Linked DNA regions of Mus musculus: regions 1, 3 and 4 are each linked to region 2. Evidence: chromatin contacts called from public HiChIP or PLAC-seq data. All regions are on one chromosome and are shown on one strand. The core of a region is the stretch at or near the end of the contact, and the rest is flanking DNA. Distances in the headings are between cores, read along the strand shown. Region 1 overlaps Tor1aip2 (torsin A interacting protein 2). Region 2 holds the start of Tor3a (torsin family 3, member A). Region 3 holds the start of Rasal2 (RAS protein activator like 2). Region 4 holds the start of Lhx4 (LIM homeobox protein 4).

The links. HiChIP or PLAC-seq counts read pairs in DNA pulled down with a chosen protein or histone mark.
Region 1: a contact with region 2 is called in an HNF4G HiChIP or PLAC-seq map of pancreatic cancer cells. The contact joins the enhancer-like site here to the promoter of Tor3a in region 2. A contact is called at or near these places in 7 of 39 promoter capture datasets (the 3T3-L1 cell line, the HPC-7 cell line, HPC-7-derived erythroid cells and 4 more), 2 of 484 Hi-C or Micro-C datasets (both in embryonic stem cells), 11 of 115 datasets of contacts at active chromatin or transcription factors (astrocytes, bone marrow-derived dendritic cells, bone marrow-derived macrophages and 7 more) and 4 of 9 other capture datasets (adipose tissue, embryonic stem cells, liver and 1 more).
Region 3: an HNF4G HiChIP or PLAC-seq map of pancreatic cancer cells shows a contact between it and region 2. The contact joins the promoter of Rasal2 here to the promoter of Tor3a in region 2. A contact is called at or near these places in 1 of 484 Hi-C or Micro-C datasets (embryonic stem cells) and 5 of 115 datasets of contacts at active chromatin or transcription factors (the NIH/3T3 cell line, bone marrow-derived dendritic cells, embryonic forebrain and 2 more).
Region 4: an HNF4G HiChIP or PLAC-seq map of pancreatic cancer cells shows a contact between it and region 2. The contact joins the promoter of Lhx4 here to the promoter of Tor3a in region 2. A contact is called at or near these places in 1 of 39 promoter capture datasets (neural stem cells) and 1 of 115 datasets of contacts at active chromatin or transcription factors (pancreatic cancer cells).

Annotation. Positions count from the first base shown.
Region 1 is chr1:156,068,770-156,071,900 of GRCm38.p6, reverse strand. Tor1aip2 (torsin A interacting protein 2) reads right to left here. Exons shown (of 7, transcript NM_172843.4): 7 at 3,040-3,131. Among named protein-coding and RNA genes, the nearest start is that of Tor1aip1, 34 kb to the right of the region's middle. Within about 2 kb of position 1,615, at least 44 of the 459 cell types and tissues checked have an H3K27ac peak or open chromatin away from gene starts, as enhancers often do. A contact at or near this core is called in extraembryonic endoderm stem cells and pancreatic cancer cells, where this site is marked.
Region 2 is chr1:156,672,959-156,676,091 of GRCm38.p6, reverse strand. It overlaps Tor3a (torsin family 3, member A), which reads left to right and starts at 1,753. Exons shown (of 6, transcript NM_023141.2): 1 at 1,753-2,006; 2 at 2,446-2,562. The coding sequence starts at 1,787.
Region 3 is chr1:157,411,244-157,414,440 of GRCm38.p6, reverse strand. Rasal2 (RAS protein activator like 2) reads left to right here and starts at 1,846. Exons shown (of 18, transcript NM_177644.5): 1 at 1,846-2,704. The coding sequence starts at 2,503. 2810025M15Rik (RIKEN cDNA 2810025M15 gene) reads right to left here and starts at 2,089. Exons shown (of 3, transcript NR_027984.1): 1 at 1,316-2,089; 2 at 646-697.
Region 4 is chr1:155,740,332-155,743,386 of GRCm38.p6, reverse strand. Lhx4 (LIM homeobox protein 4) reads left to right here and starts at 1,360. Exons shown (of 6, transcript NM_010712.2): 1 at 1,360-1,585. The coding sequence starts at 1,510.

The DNA of each region.
Region 1 (3,131 bases), core at 366-2,865, 600 kb after region 2:
GGTCCTCTGAACACCCAAGAGTTCCAGATGAAGAAGATGCAGACCTCCAGCCTCTGGCTACTGAGAACCTCCCGGCCCTATTCCTCCTTGACCTGAGTCCCTCCTCCCTTCCTCTCGGCCCTCAGCCCTACCGCTAAGGAGGCTGAGTCAGGAACTGGTAGCAACTAATGGAGAACCTTAAAAGGAAAAAAAATAGGGCTAGGCAGCACAGTTTGTATGAATTCAAAAGTATTTTCTTTTTGTAGTGGCAAAAGAAAAAAAATGTCACACAAAATATGCATTTTAAGCCAATTTGAAGTGCACATAGGATCCCATGGCATGAACTTACAGTGTCCAACGGCCATTACCACTAGCCTTCCAACATTTCTGATGGCTCCTAAAACTCGGTTGTTTTTTTGTTGTTGTTTTTTGGTTTTTGGTTTTTCCAGACAGGGTTTCTCTGTGTAGCCCTGGCTGTCCTGGAACTCACTCTGTAGACCAGCCTGGCCTCGAACTCAGAAATCTGCCTGCCTCTGCTTCCCAAGTGCTGGGATTAAAGGCGTGCACCATCATGCCCGGCTGGTTAAGTCACTCATGTTAGAATTACCTTACTTAGCTCTTCAAAACAAGCTTTAAGCTAGGTTTATTCTGCCTGTCCTGGCAGAAGAATGGAGCCCTGTAAGCTCAAAGCAAGGCTGGATGAGATGTGTCTTTATCTCTACTCCCCACATGAAATCTTCTAAGATAAACCCTGCTCCAAGTACATTCCAAAGGAAAAAAAGGCCGGAAGATAGCTTTGCAACCTACCCTGAGAGACGGCGTGGGGAGACCTGAGCAGGCAGCATACCGAAGATAAGAAAAGGGAGTTCGCAATGGAGAGACTCAGCCATGGGTATGGGACCAAGACACAAGACGTGGTCAGAAAACAAGAAAACTCCCAGCTGGGAGTGCCCGGCTGTTTGCCAGACAGTGGTGGGATGGGATTACTTTCCCCCAGCCTGCGAACACACAGATCCTGAGTTGTGGGGTGGGTGGCAGAGGACTCAAGCAGGCCACAACATAAGGGTGCCCAGGCAAAAGACATCCATTAGTATCCACATACGACTATCTCACTTCCCACTGCCCCCTACAGACTTCTGTCTAGCAATCTGTGCCCCAGACCCCCTCCTTATAGTTCCCAGACTGACAGAGTAGAGGACTAACCAGGAACCAATCGTAGGTCCTCTGTAAGAACAGCGAGTGCTCCTAAGCCCTGGACCATCTCTCTAGCCCCCAGCTTCTCTATTTTTGTTGTTTGCAGATTTTAGCGTCAACCCAAATGAGAGCTTGAGATGACATCTCAAGAAATAATCCCATAGCATTGCTAAATTAACAACTCATCTGGCTTGTTGTTGTTTTTTTTTTTTTAATTTTAAATTACTTTACTTTGATTTACATGCGTGTGTGTGTGTGTGTGTGTGTTTGCTCGCGAGCACGCACGCACGCACTCTCACACATAAGGGTGTCAGGTCCCCTGGAGCTGGAGTTAGACAGTTGTGAGTCATCAAATGTGCTCGATAGGAATTGAACTAGAATGTCTGCTAGAAGAGCAGAGAGCAGTCTCAGCCACTGAGTCATTCCTGCAACCTGAGAGTTCACACGTCCACCACTCGCAGCACCACCGCTGCTGGCCGGTCTGCTGAAGGCTATCTGAATAGCAGGGCTTAGGGATTGTTTGTTTTGTTTTGTTTGTTGCTGTGTTTAATCTTCTCAACGTTGAATGTATTATATAGAAACTCGACTACTACCAGTTTGTGTTTGGCGGTACATATGTAATTTCCTATCCTTTTAACTTAAACACTCAAAAATAAAACCACCACCACATGGCTCCTCTACTGTAGGTAACTGGACAGGGTTTAAGAAGCCCCATTCTCGCCAGGCAGTAATCCCAGCACTTGGAAGGCAGAGGCAGGCAGATCTCTGAGTTCGAGGCCAGCCTGGTCTACAGAGTGAGTTCCAGGACAGCCAGGGTTACACAGAGAAACCCTGTCTGGAATAAAACAAACAAACAAACAAAAAAAGAAGCCCCATTCTCTGCAAGCAAACTCATCTGCACTGTGGCTAGCCAAATGCTCTTAAGATATACTAACTCTTGAAAATACATTTTCCTAAGTTACAAGAATCAAATAGGAAATTAGTCAAGAAACACTTTGGCCCAAGCTGAGGAAGACAGCGGCGTGCAGCACTAGATTCTGAGCATCGAGGGACTGGAGAGGGGGTGGATCCTAGGGTTCTATCTACCCACTAATTCAGGTTCGGCAACATCCTCAGAGCAAACTTTTCTTTTGTTCTGGTGTGTGTGTCTATCCATCTGTCTGTCTGTCTGTCTGTCCTTCCTCAGGCACAGTCCACCTTGTTATTTGAGGCCCAGAGCGTGTCAAGTAGTTAGGGTGGCTGGCTCTCAAAGCCCCAGGGATTTTGTGTGTCCCTTGCTTCCGCCATGCTGGGTAACAAGCCTGTGCCTCTACACCCAGCTTTTTAAAACAAAACAAAACCGGGTGTTGTCAAGATGGAACTCAGGTGCCTGTTCTTCCAAGGCAGGCTTTTACCGAGCTATCAACCCAGCTCTGAAAATGATGTGTGTGTGTGTGTGTGTGTGTGATTCCTGGGTGTAAAGATTCAGTCATTTGCAGGAAGCCCAACTTGTTATGCGGATGCAGGAATCCAATTTCTGCTCCTCAGGTTTGTGCACTTTATTAAGCCATCTCTTGAGCCTCTAAATTCGAGTTTTAAATACAAACCACCTTCCTACTTTCCAACATACAAGATGCTGGACACCCCACCCACACTTAATACATCCCCAGTCAGCAAGCCTCATGTTTGGACCACTCCCAAGGCTGTGCTCACTCTTCCCCTGGTCAAGAGAGAGCCAGGTGGGGGTAAATGCCCCACAGCCACTGCCAAGGGTGGTGGAGGAGTCCAGCACACCGCCTGCATGGCCCCTCGTCCCTGACAGCCGCAACACCACCCGATGCTTCAGAATCCTTTTGACTCTTCCCACCACTAACAACCGCACACCCATTTTCATAAATTCTTTATTTTGGAAATTTTAGTAAAAAATCAGTCAGGAAAAATTGAAGAGATTTATTGTATAGTAATCAGACAATTGATTT
Region 2 (3,133 bases), core at 504-3,003:
ACAAAGTGAGTTCCAGGACAGCCAGGGCTATACAGAGAAACCCTGTCTCGAAAAAACAAAAAAACAAAAAAACCAAAAAAAACAAAAACAAGAAACCCAAACAAATAAACAACAACAAAAAGATTTATTTATTTATTTAATGTATGTATACTGTAGCTGTCTTCAGACACACCAGAAGATGGCATCAGATCTCATTACGGATGGTTGTAAGCCACCATGTGGTTGCTGGGATTTGAACTCAGGACCTTCGGAAGAGCAGTCAGTGATCTTAACCGCTGAGCCACCTCACCAGCCCCCACCTCAAGATTTTTTTATTGCTTTGTTTAAACTATACAAGCATAGCCATTTAATTATTTTACAAAGATATAAAATGCATACATCTAGAAAAGAACAGCCTCTTTAACAAATGGTGCTGATAAACTGGATATCCACATAGAAGACTGATTTCTGCTGTCTCTCACCCAACATAGCAATCAGTTCAAAGTGAACTGGTCTACCAAGTGAGTTCTAGGACAGCCAGGGCTACACAGAGAAACCTTGTCTCGAAAACAAAACAGGCAAACAAAAAATCCAAACAATAACAAAAACCCATAGTATGTTAGACTGTCATGCATGCTCAGATATTTATTTTACTTATTTACAAATTTTATTTATTTATTTTATTTATTTATTTACAACTAAGTGTAAAGAAGTGGGTCAGTTTCCTGCCACCTTGGCAAGCACCCGAGAGTTATCAAAGAAACAGTTTATTTGGTTCATAACCTTGAAGGTCAAGTTCACTACTTACAGACCTCTGGGAAAGGTGGGCAGAGTGCATCGTGGCGGGAGCAATTGGTAGAACAAAACTGCTCACCCACAATTCTCTTTCAAGAACATGCCCCCACCCCAGTAACCCAAAGACCTCCACTAGGGCTCACTTCTAATTTCCACCACCTTCCTCCTGATGCCAAGCTGGGAACCAAGCCTGAGTTTTTGGTGTTTTCTAAATATTGACAGGGTCTCACTATGTAACTGTAGCTGGCTTGGCACTCAGTATGTAGACAAGGCTAGCTTTGAACTCAGAGAGCTGTGCCTGCCTCTGCCTCTGCCTCCTGGTGCATCTGATCAGGTTTTAAAACCTAGCTATGCGTGGGCAAGTACTTAGCCTAACATCTGTAATTCTCACATGATACAATTTCCTCTTAACCCGGGGTTTTCCCGAACTCAAATACCATCCTACCCTACTTCTTGCTTCTGCTAGACTGGCATCCATGAAAGCCTGCTGCTGCTCACTGCTCTCTACTGTTTCATTTTCCTCTTTAGAGGACCAGGCCACCCAGCTCTCCACTGCTCACACTCTTCGGACTGCTTCTGCACCCAGCTGACTCCCCTGACAACAAAAAAACGCTCCCTGCTCAGACGGTTTCATCACCCTCCTGTTGGCAGAAAGCTGACCTACGAGGGCAGGGCACCAAAAGGGGTTCTTATGTGGGAGGCGCAGCTGAATGGCTGGCAGTGGCCATTTCGTGGCCACTTGAGGCCACAGGCATGCCCCAGAATAGCCTGCATCCCGAGGGGCAGACAGGGGCTCAGGATTCCTGCAGTCCGGGACACCAGTTTGAGTTTCATTTCGGATGGGTCTCTGGTCTGAATCGAAACTTGGTTCCATTAGGATGGGTTGCTCAGTCAGCCTCTGCGAGGGCGGAGCGGTCACCACGGCGACGCCAATCCTGGGCCGCGCCGGCTGGTGGGTGTCGATGAGTCCTGGGTCCCGGGACTCTTGGAGGCGGAAGCGCTCGCTCCGGTCATGTTTCTTGGCGCTCTCTGGTTGCTGCTGCTCCTGCCGCTGCGCCCCCCGGGAGCGCAGGGCCAGGAGGCCGACGAGCCCACCCCTTGGCCGAGCGTCAAAGGCCTGAAGGAGCAGCTGAGGAAGGCCGGTGCCCTCTCCAAACGGTACTGGGAGCTTTTCAGCTGCACCTTGTGGCCCGATCACTGTGAAGACCAGGAGACCCCCGTGCCGCCTCTGGGTAAGAGCGGTCCCCGCCGCCGACCCCTCGCTCACCTGCCAGTCTCACTCTTAAGCACTGCGTACTGCAGGCCTGCATCAGGGGCCTGGTCACTGCACCCCACCTCCGCACGACTCTAGGTGCAGCCCCTAGGGACAACTAAAGGTCTGGCTGCTCTGCCGCCCCTCACCTGCCCTGATTTCTCTAGACACTCAAGCCTCCCCATTCTTGCTCGCTTTATTGATGATGGTTTAAGGAAAGCCGTTTGTAGACATACTTGGTGATTGTCCCAACCCCAGATACTTTCACTTCTAAGGCTTAGAGAGGAAGCGCTGGGGCGTACGAGGGAACCTGGCTGTGAGTTGGGACCTGAACTCTGGTTTGGGCGCTGTCACACTGAGAAACCTCAGGACTGTCTCTCTTGTCCCTATCTTGCCATCTCATAGCATTTCCTTTCCAGGCTGGAGCCTTCCTCTGTGGGGCCGGCGGTCGCTGGATGTGCTCACTGCATGGCTCTGTCGCTTTCAGGACTGCTGCAGCGGCGGCGGCGATTGCAGGATCTCCAACAACTTGACAGGTTGGAGCTGACGTGATTTTCAGGGTTCAGGTATCTGGGGGAGGGGGTTGGTGAGTATGGAGAAGCGACTGGTGAGAAACCTACCCCTCACGGGTCTGCAATTATTTGAGGACCTCTCTGACAAGACTTTGAACTCCACGATTTCCAGAAAGGACACTCTCCAACAATAGGGACGACAAAACAGCAGCACTGATAGTGCCCTTAGCGGATGTTACATTATACCAACTAGGAAAAGTGCCCAAATACTTGCTATGTGGCTGTTTTCAAAATACTAGTCCTCAGGAGAGCCAGGCAAGTACTTCATCCCTCAGCCCTCCTGGGTTTTTGTTGTTTGTTTTGTTTGTTTGTTTTTTAGAGTATGGAGATACTTAGTGATTTGTTTATAAAAAGATTAAGAAGTTTAAGATATGTTCTATGGGGTTGTGGGGAGGTATGGAAAGGGGGTGCCTCAGTGGGCCCATGCCAAGGCATCCCTTCCCGCTGAAGGGCCAGCAGGGGAAGAAAGGGGAGTTAAGAGGGTAGTAGAGGCAGAGGAAGGAGAGAGAGACAGAGACGGAGAGGCCGGCCTTGA
Region 3 (3,197 bases), core at 597-3,096, 740 kb before region 2:
TAAATACATCCATACATATGAGTAGATACTTTGATTTGTACGGCTGGTGTCCATATTCACTTACTCTTTGAGACATCAACAATAATTCAATACAAATGGAAATCCTATGCCAAGGGTTTTCTCTCTCTCTCCTTCCCTCCCTCTACTGCAAAAGGACAATGTCCCTTCAGAGATCTTTACAAATTGGAGTTGAGTTGGGTATGGTGGCCAACACCTTTAATCCCAGCACTCGGGAGGCAGAGGCAGGCCTATTTCTTTGAGTTCAGAGCCAGCCTGGCCTACAAAGCATGTTCCAGGGCAGCCAGGGCTGGTACACAGAGGAACCCTGTCTTGAAACTAAACGGAAGGAAGGAAGGAAGGAAGGAAGGAAGGAAGGAAGGAAGGAAGGAAGGAAGGAAGGAAAGAAGGGAGAAAGAAAACACTAGATTTGTTTAGGGCTGGGTCCTGTAACTTCTAGCTTCCTTATCTCTCATTTATTAAAATTGGAGAGCTGACTGTAGTCAGATAGCAAGCAAGTGGGCTTCTATATACCGGGAGGGATTACTCTACTTCATTGCTAAGCACCAGATTAACAAATCTAATCACAGAGTTCTTGAAGGATCAGAGTTGAAGAAATCAGTATCACTGAGAGCTTGTAAGACGTACCTGTTGCATTGCTGGCTGCTTTGGCAGGTGATGTGGACTGTCCTGTCTGCACCTGTTAAACAAGAGGAAGGGTGAGAGGATCTTTAAAGTCACTTCTTGTTTTAACATGCTATTACTCTATGTAAAATTTGGGAGAAAATTATAAAATGCATGCTATAACTCCCATAAAACACAAAAACACATGAGAATTCCTAAAACCTAGAAAATTAGATTGACCTCTTATAGAAGGTCAAAGTAGAGAGAAATGAGGGCTGGGGTGGGCTGGGACACAACAAAAACCCTCCCCCAAATATTTTTTAGCATCATCTAATTATGAAAAATTCCTGATTGGTTTGAAGTAGCCATGTTCATAAATTGTTGAAAAACCTGATTTGTCAACATAATTTAAATTGGTAAATTTCTACCCGAAATTATTATTATTACTATTATTTATTTATTTATTTATTTATTTATTTACTTATGCCTAAAATCTCTGAAATCTGGATTGGTGAATCCCGCTTTGGGTGGGCACAAAACGAAGCCAATGTTAAGGAGGAAGACAGTTTACACATAGACCAAAAATAAAACCCAAGTGACACTGTTAGAAGAGAAGCCAACAGATTGCAAAGATCAAAGGCAAAAAAGAGAAGCTTGTTTGGTTAATGCTGGGGCTTTGGGGCATTTCATGTACTTGCGGGGCTCGTCCATCCATCCGCACCACACATCGTAGCCATGCTATTCTAAACTGATGATAAATCCAGCTCCAGGGCGGACAGGGCGCAAAGCCGGGATCTCGCACAGATCTCAGGATCCAAGACGCGGGGCCAGATCTCCCTTGTGGAGGAACCATGGCGTTTCTTCCGAGGTGACTGTTAGATAAAGCAGCGTCTTCATGTTCTTCGTCCGAGAAAGAAGCATTGGTCCAGAAATCAACAGGATAGGGGCTAAGATAAAAGGGAAGCGCCTTTCCCATCTTTTTAAATTTCCCGCACCCCGTTTTCTCTCCGCCTCCCCAACACCGTCTCTGCTTCCACCAGCAGCTCGAGGATCCCCGCACCGAGAGGCGGTCGGAGCAGGATAGTCTTAGGAAAGTAGGCGGGCCTGGCCCGCTGAGTATTTCGGTGCCCGATTTTTGCTGTCTTCGGCGGCAGTTCCTCCTCCGCTCGGTTACTGGATTGCACACGCGGCCGTGAGCTCGGCACTCGATTGCTTCGGCCTATCACCCTGGGATGCCGCCTGCCGCCGCCGCCAGCGCCGCGGCTGCCGGGCTTGTGGGTTTCTCAGAGGAGCGCGAGCCGGAGGAGCCCAAGCAGCGGCCGGAGCGGCGGCCTGAGAGTTAGCGGGCCGGCCTGCGCGTTCCGCGGGAGCAAGCCGACGCCAGGCGGACAGAAGCTGGGCCGGGGCGCGCCCCTCAGGCTGAGGGAGCCGGCGCTTTGAGCCCCCGAGGCGACGGCGGCGGGAGCCGGTCAGAGGGGGCGGCCCCTGGCGGCGACGCCCCCGAGCCCAGCCCTGCCTGGCCGAGCTCCATCCTCAGCCCAAGCCCGGGCGGCCCGCGAACGCGCCCGCGGGGGTTGAGCAGGGCTGCGTGGGGGCGGGAGGTGAGCCCGCGCTCCCGGGTGCTCCGCGTCCGCTCCGGACCCGCACCTGAGCCGGGACCCGCCTCCGCTCCGGACCACGCTGGACCCGCCTCCCGGCCCGGGTCCCACCCTCCGCTTGCAGGTGGGCTGCGGCGCCCGGCCTTCGGGCGGTGGGCGGCGGGGAAGGAGGTGAGCGGTGTCCGCGCCCGCAGCCGTTCGGGTGCTGGTGGCCGCGCCGTCGTCCCTTTCCCGCAGCCGGGAAGCCCGCCCCGCCGCCGCCGCCTGCTCCCTCTGGGACACCATGGAGCTGTCTCCGTCGTCCGGAGGAGCCGCGGAGGCGCTGTCGTGGCCGGAGATGTTCACGGGGCTGGAGTCCGACTCGCCGCTGCCCCCGGAGGATCTGGACGCGGTCGTCCCAGTCAGCGGAGCAGTGGCCGGTGGCATGCTGGATCGGATCCTTCTGGAGTCAGTGTGCCAGCAGCAGAGCTGGGTCCGGGTGTTCGGTAAGGATCACAAGTCGTCTGCCTCAGAGGCTGGCGTTTCTCATCTTTCCTTGGGCTCCGATGCATTCTTAGTCCCCCATCTATCCTAGGTCAGCTGTCCACATCTTTTTTTGGTTGTTGTTGTTGTTGTTGCAGAAAATGCTTTTTGACAAGTTTATCCAATATATAGCGCCTGGTTATGTGACTCAGTAGGCTCCTTTGGACCTCTTTAGATATCCACAGTAAGTTTATAGAGTTGAGCTATCTGGACGTAATTCTTAGGTGATTAATTAAAGGCACTTGCTGCTGAGTCCTCAGGAAGGTAGAATGGAACAAGGCACAAAACCAAGTGAATGGGATTTCATTTCCTTCCTGTTGTGTGAAGCAAGTGTTGAGAGAAAGATATGAAAAAGCTTAGTAGAAGATGAGCTAATGAATGAAAAACAAAACAAAACAAAATCGAGGGGTTGTGGGTGGGGGGCAGAGATGGGAGAGACACCCAGCCCTAGCCGTA
Region 4 (3,055 bases), core at 111-2,610, 930 kb after region 2:
GCCCAGGGCTGACCCGGTAGGTTTCTAGAGCCGGTGGTCAGGAGGCGTCGAGTGTTTGAAAAAGTGCTAGCGACTTCGTCCCAGCATTGATCTTTGCTTTATTGCCTCCAGGAATGAGAATGGGAAGAATGAGTTTTCTACGCGCGCGTTTGTGTCTGTGTGTGAGTCTCTGTGTGTGTGTTAAACACAACAGCAATGCACGCCCTTTGCTGGTCAGCCCCGGGGGCCCGGTGCACGCCTCCGCCCAGTACACACGCGGCCAGGGATCGTTCAAAGTGCCCGCAGTGGCAGCCGGTTCGGCCGAGCAGTCTCCAGGAGCCAGAGAGGGCGGATCTGGGTGGACGCCGGCTGGAGACCCAGTTGGGAGGGCGGGCGGCTGGGAGGCGTGGGACTAGGACTGGACCTCGGGTGGTGAGAGTGCCGACTGTGGCGGAAGGCCGAGGCGAGTGTGGGCGCGCACGAAGACCCGCGCCCGGCCACCTTCGTGCGCGGCCCAGGCCGCCTGCCTCCATCCGGCTCCGTGGCGGCCCACTGCGTGACTCGCGCGTTCCCGGCCGAGTACGAGCTGTCCCTGGCCCTGCCTCAGCCAGACGCGGGGGAGAGAGAGTAGGGTCTGGTTAGTACCGGCCGGAAAGGAACTGGCCAGGAAAAAAAAAAAAAAAACAAGTGGAGGATGGATGGAATCATCCAGTTACAGAACACGCTCCGTGGGCTGGAGAAGCTCTGAACTCGGAGCGCCAACCCAGGGTCCGCTGGGTCCTGGCCCACCGCGCCCCCTCCTTGATCCTAGAGGACCGATGCTGGGGGCGAGCGGGGAATCCCCAAAGCTGGCAGAAACCAGCTCTGCGTGGTCCCTGCGCTCCGGGACCACCTGCTGCCGCGGCCCAGCCCGCCGCAGTATTTATACCGGGGCGCGAGCCCGCACGGCAGGGTGGGGGAGGGGCTGCAGGCCCCGCCCCCTATCAGGCGGCCCCGCCCTCCCGCACCTCCGACCAGATTCGGGGCTACCGAACCCCCCCTACTTCTCGCCCCCTACTCTGGCTAGCCGGGGGTCTGCAGCGGGCTGCCCGGTTGGCAGCACTAGCTGGAGGGCGGGCTTCCCTGCGGAAAGCGACGTCACGGCCGCTCCTGCAGTGTGAATGAATCAAAATGCCTGGGTGACCGCGGCCTCCAGGGCAGCCGGCACGCGAAGGGTGGAGGGGGAGGGGGAGAGGAGGGCGGGGAAGGGAAGGGGGGGAGCCAGAGCTGCAGCAACAGTGTCTCCTCAACCCGGGATGTGCACCAGCCCGGGAGAGCGAGATCAAAGGGATTTGAAACAGCCTGAGGACTGGCGGGGGAGGGGGCCAGCCAGCTTGTGGAGTCCTCCCGGAGACGCGGAGGGCTCGGTTTCCTCTGTGACTTCAGCGGCCTGGTTGGTTTTATTATTATTATTTTCAAATTTCCGAATCCAGCCAGAGGGAGAGAGCGAGAGATCTCGGTAGACTGCGACTTGCTGCCTCTGGCTCCAAGATGATGCAGAGCGCGGCTGTCCCCGCGGAGGGGGCTGTCAAGGGGCTCCCGGAGATGCTCGGTGTGCCGATGCAACGTAAGACACCCTCCTTTCTCGCTAATTTAATTTGATAACAAGACAGCTAACAGCCTCAGCGGGTGCGGGGAGGCCGGACGCGCCGTTCAAGGCACTGACCGGGAGGGGTCGGGGTGCAGAGGCGGTCACAGAGCTGGGGTACTACCAGTCAGTGTTTGAAGGGCTTGACTCTTGGCAATTTGGGATCGAATTCGAAAGATTCCGGGATACTGTTCGTGGAGGGCCCAAGGGTATAGAAAGTAGCATCTTTGGGCCGTCGCTTTTATGAGAACCCTAGGGAGGATGCTGTTTGGGGACAACAGAGGTTTCCAGCTACAGGCCAGGCCCGAGGGCAAAAGTGGTCCCCCAATTGATTACCTTTCGCGGCAATGGCCAAAGCTCGCAGAACCGCTGGTACAACTTTACCCCAGCTGGCGGGAAGTTGGAGAGCGCGTCCCGGGTCGCAGGGCTGTACAGAAGCCCCCTGTCACACTCTTGGTTTCGGCAGTTCGAGCACTTGATTGAGTCCCCAGTCACTGCTGCCCGGGGCACCCGCCGCCTGTGTTGCCGCCAGCAGACTGCTCCGGGTGAGCGAATGCACTCGCCACATTCCAGCTAGCCGAGGAATGCAGCGGCGAGAAGCTCTGGAACGAAGTTGTGCGTGCAGCCTTTGCTTAGGCGAGGGTAGGCAATCTTAGTGGCGCGGGGCTGGAAGAGGGAGAGAGACTCAGACGTGTGGGCACTTTGCTAGCTCTCTCAATTTCTTCCAGAGCCTGCAATTAGTTACGGCAGGTCTCTCACCCCAGGTTTCTGGTTTGTACGGATGTGCACACACGGCAGAGATTTTCCGGGTGGGAATCTGTCTGTGTTTCCGACTCCTGAACAGATAGAAGCAATCTGTGCAGAGACCCGAACAGGTTCTCAGGCTTAGCGCGCGCTTGCGGGCTCCTGGTTAAGTCTGGGTTTACAAACGGCTGCACTGGGCTAGGTGCCCCTGGGTACCCTAGAGAGATGAAGGGTTCCCTCGATGGGCTTGCCAAGAGACTACACTTCCGCTTACGACTGCTTTAGTGATGCGGTAGGAGTTTATTGTAAGTAAGAGCAGGCTCACCCAGGGATGGAGACTACCTACGATCCCCGGCGCAGCAGCGCGCCCTCCTGCGCCCTGCCTCTCCATCGCAGGGGTTCTGTAACACAAATCTCAGGGCGGGCTGTCCAGCCAATGTCTTGAGATTTATTGTAAAGTTTTTGAGAGAAAAATGGAAGAGATAGCTTCATTTGAGCCTGTTTTAGATTGTTCCTCCGCTGTAGCCTACAGTTCTTGTGTCGCCTGTTGGCGAACAGTTGCAAAGTTCGCTGCGCCTTGGAGAATTGACTGTCAGCGTATTCTGTAAGCAGTGTTGGTAATTGCTTCCAACAGCTTGTTGATTCTCATCTCCTAAACAAACAGAAAAGCAAACCCTTTCTAAGGTACCCACGTTCTTAAACTAC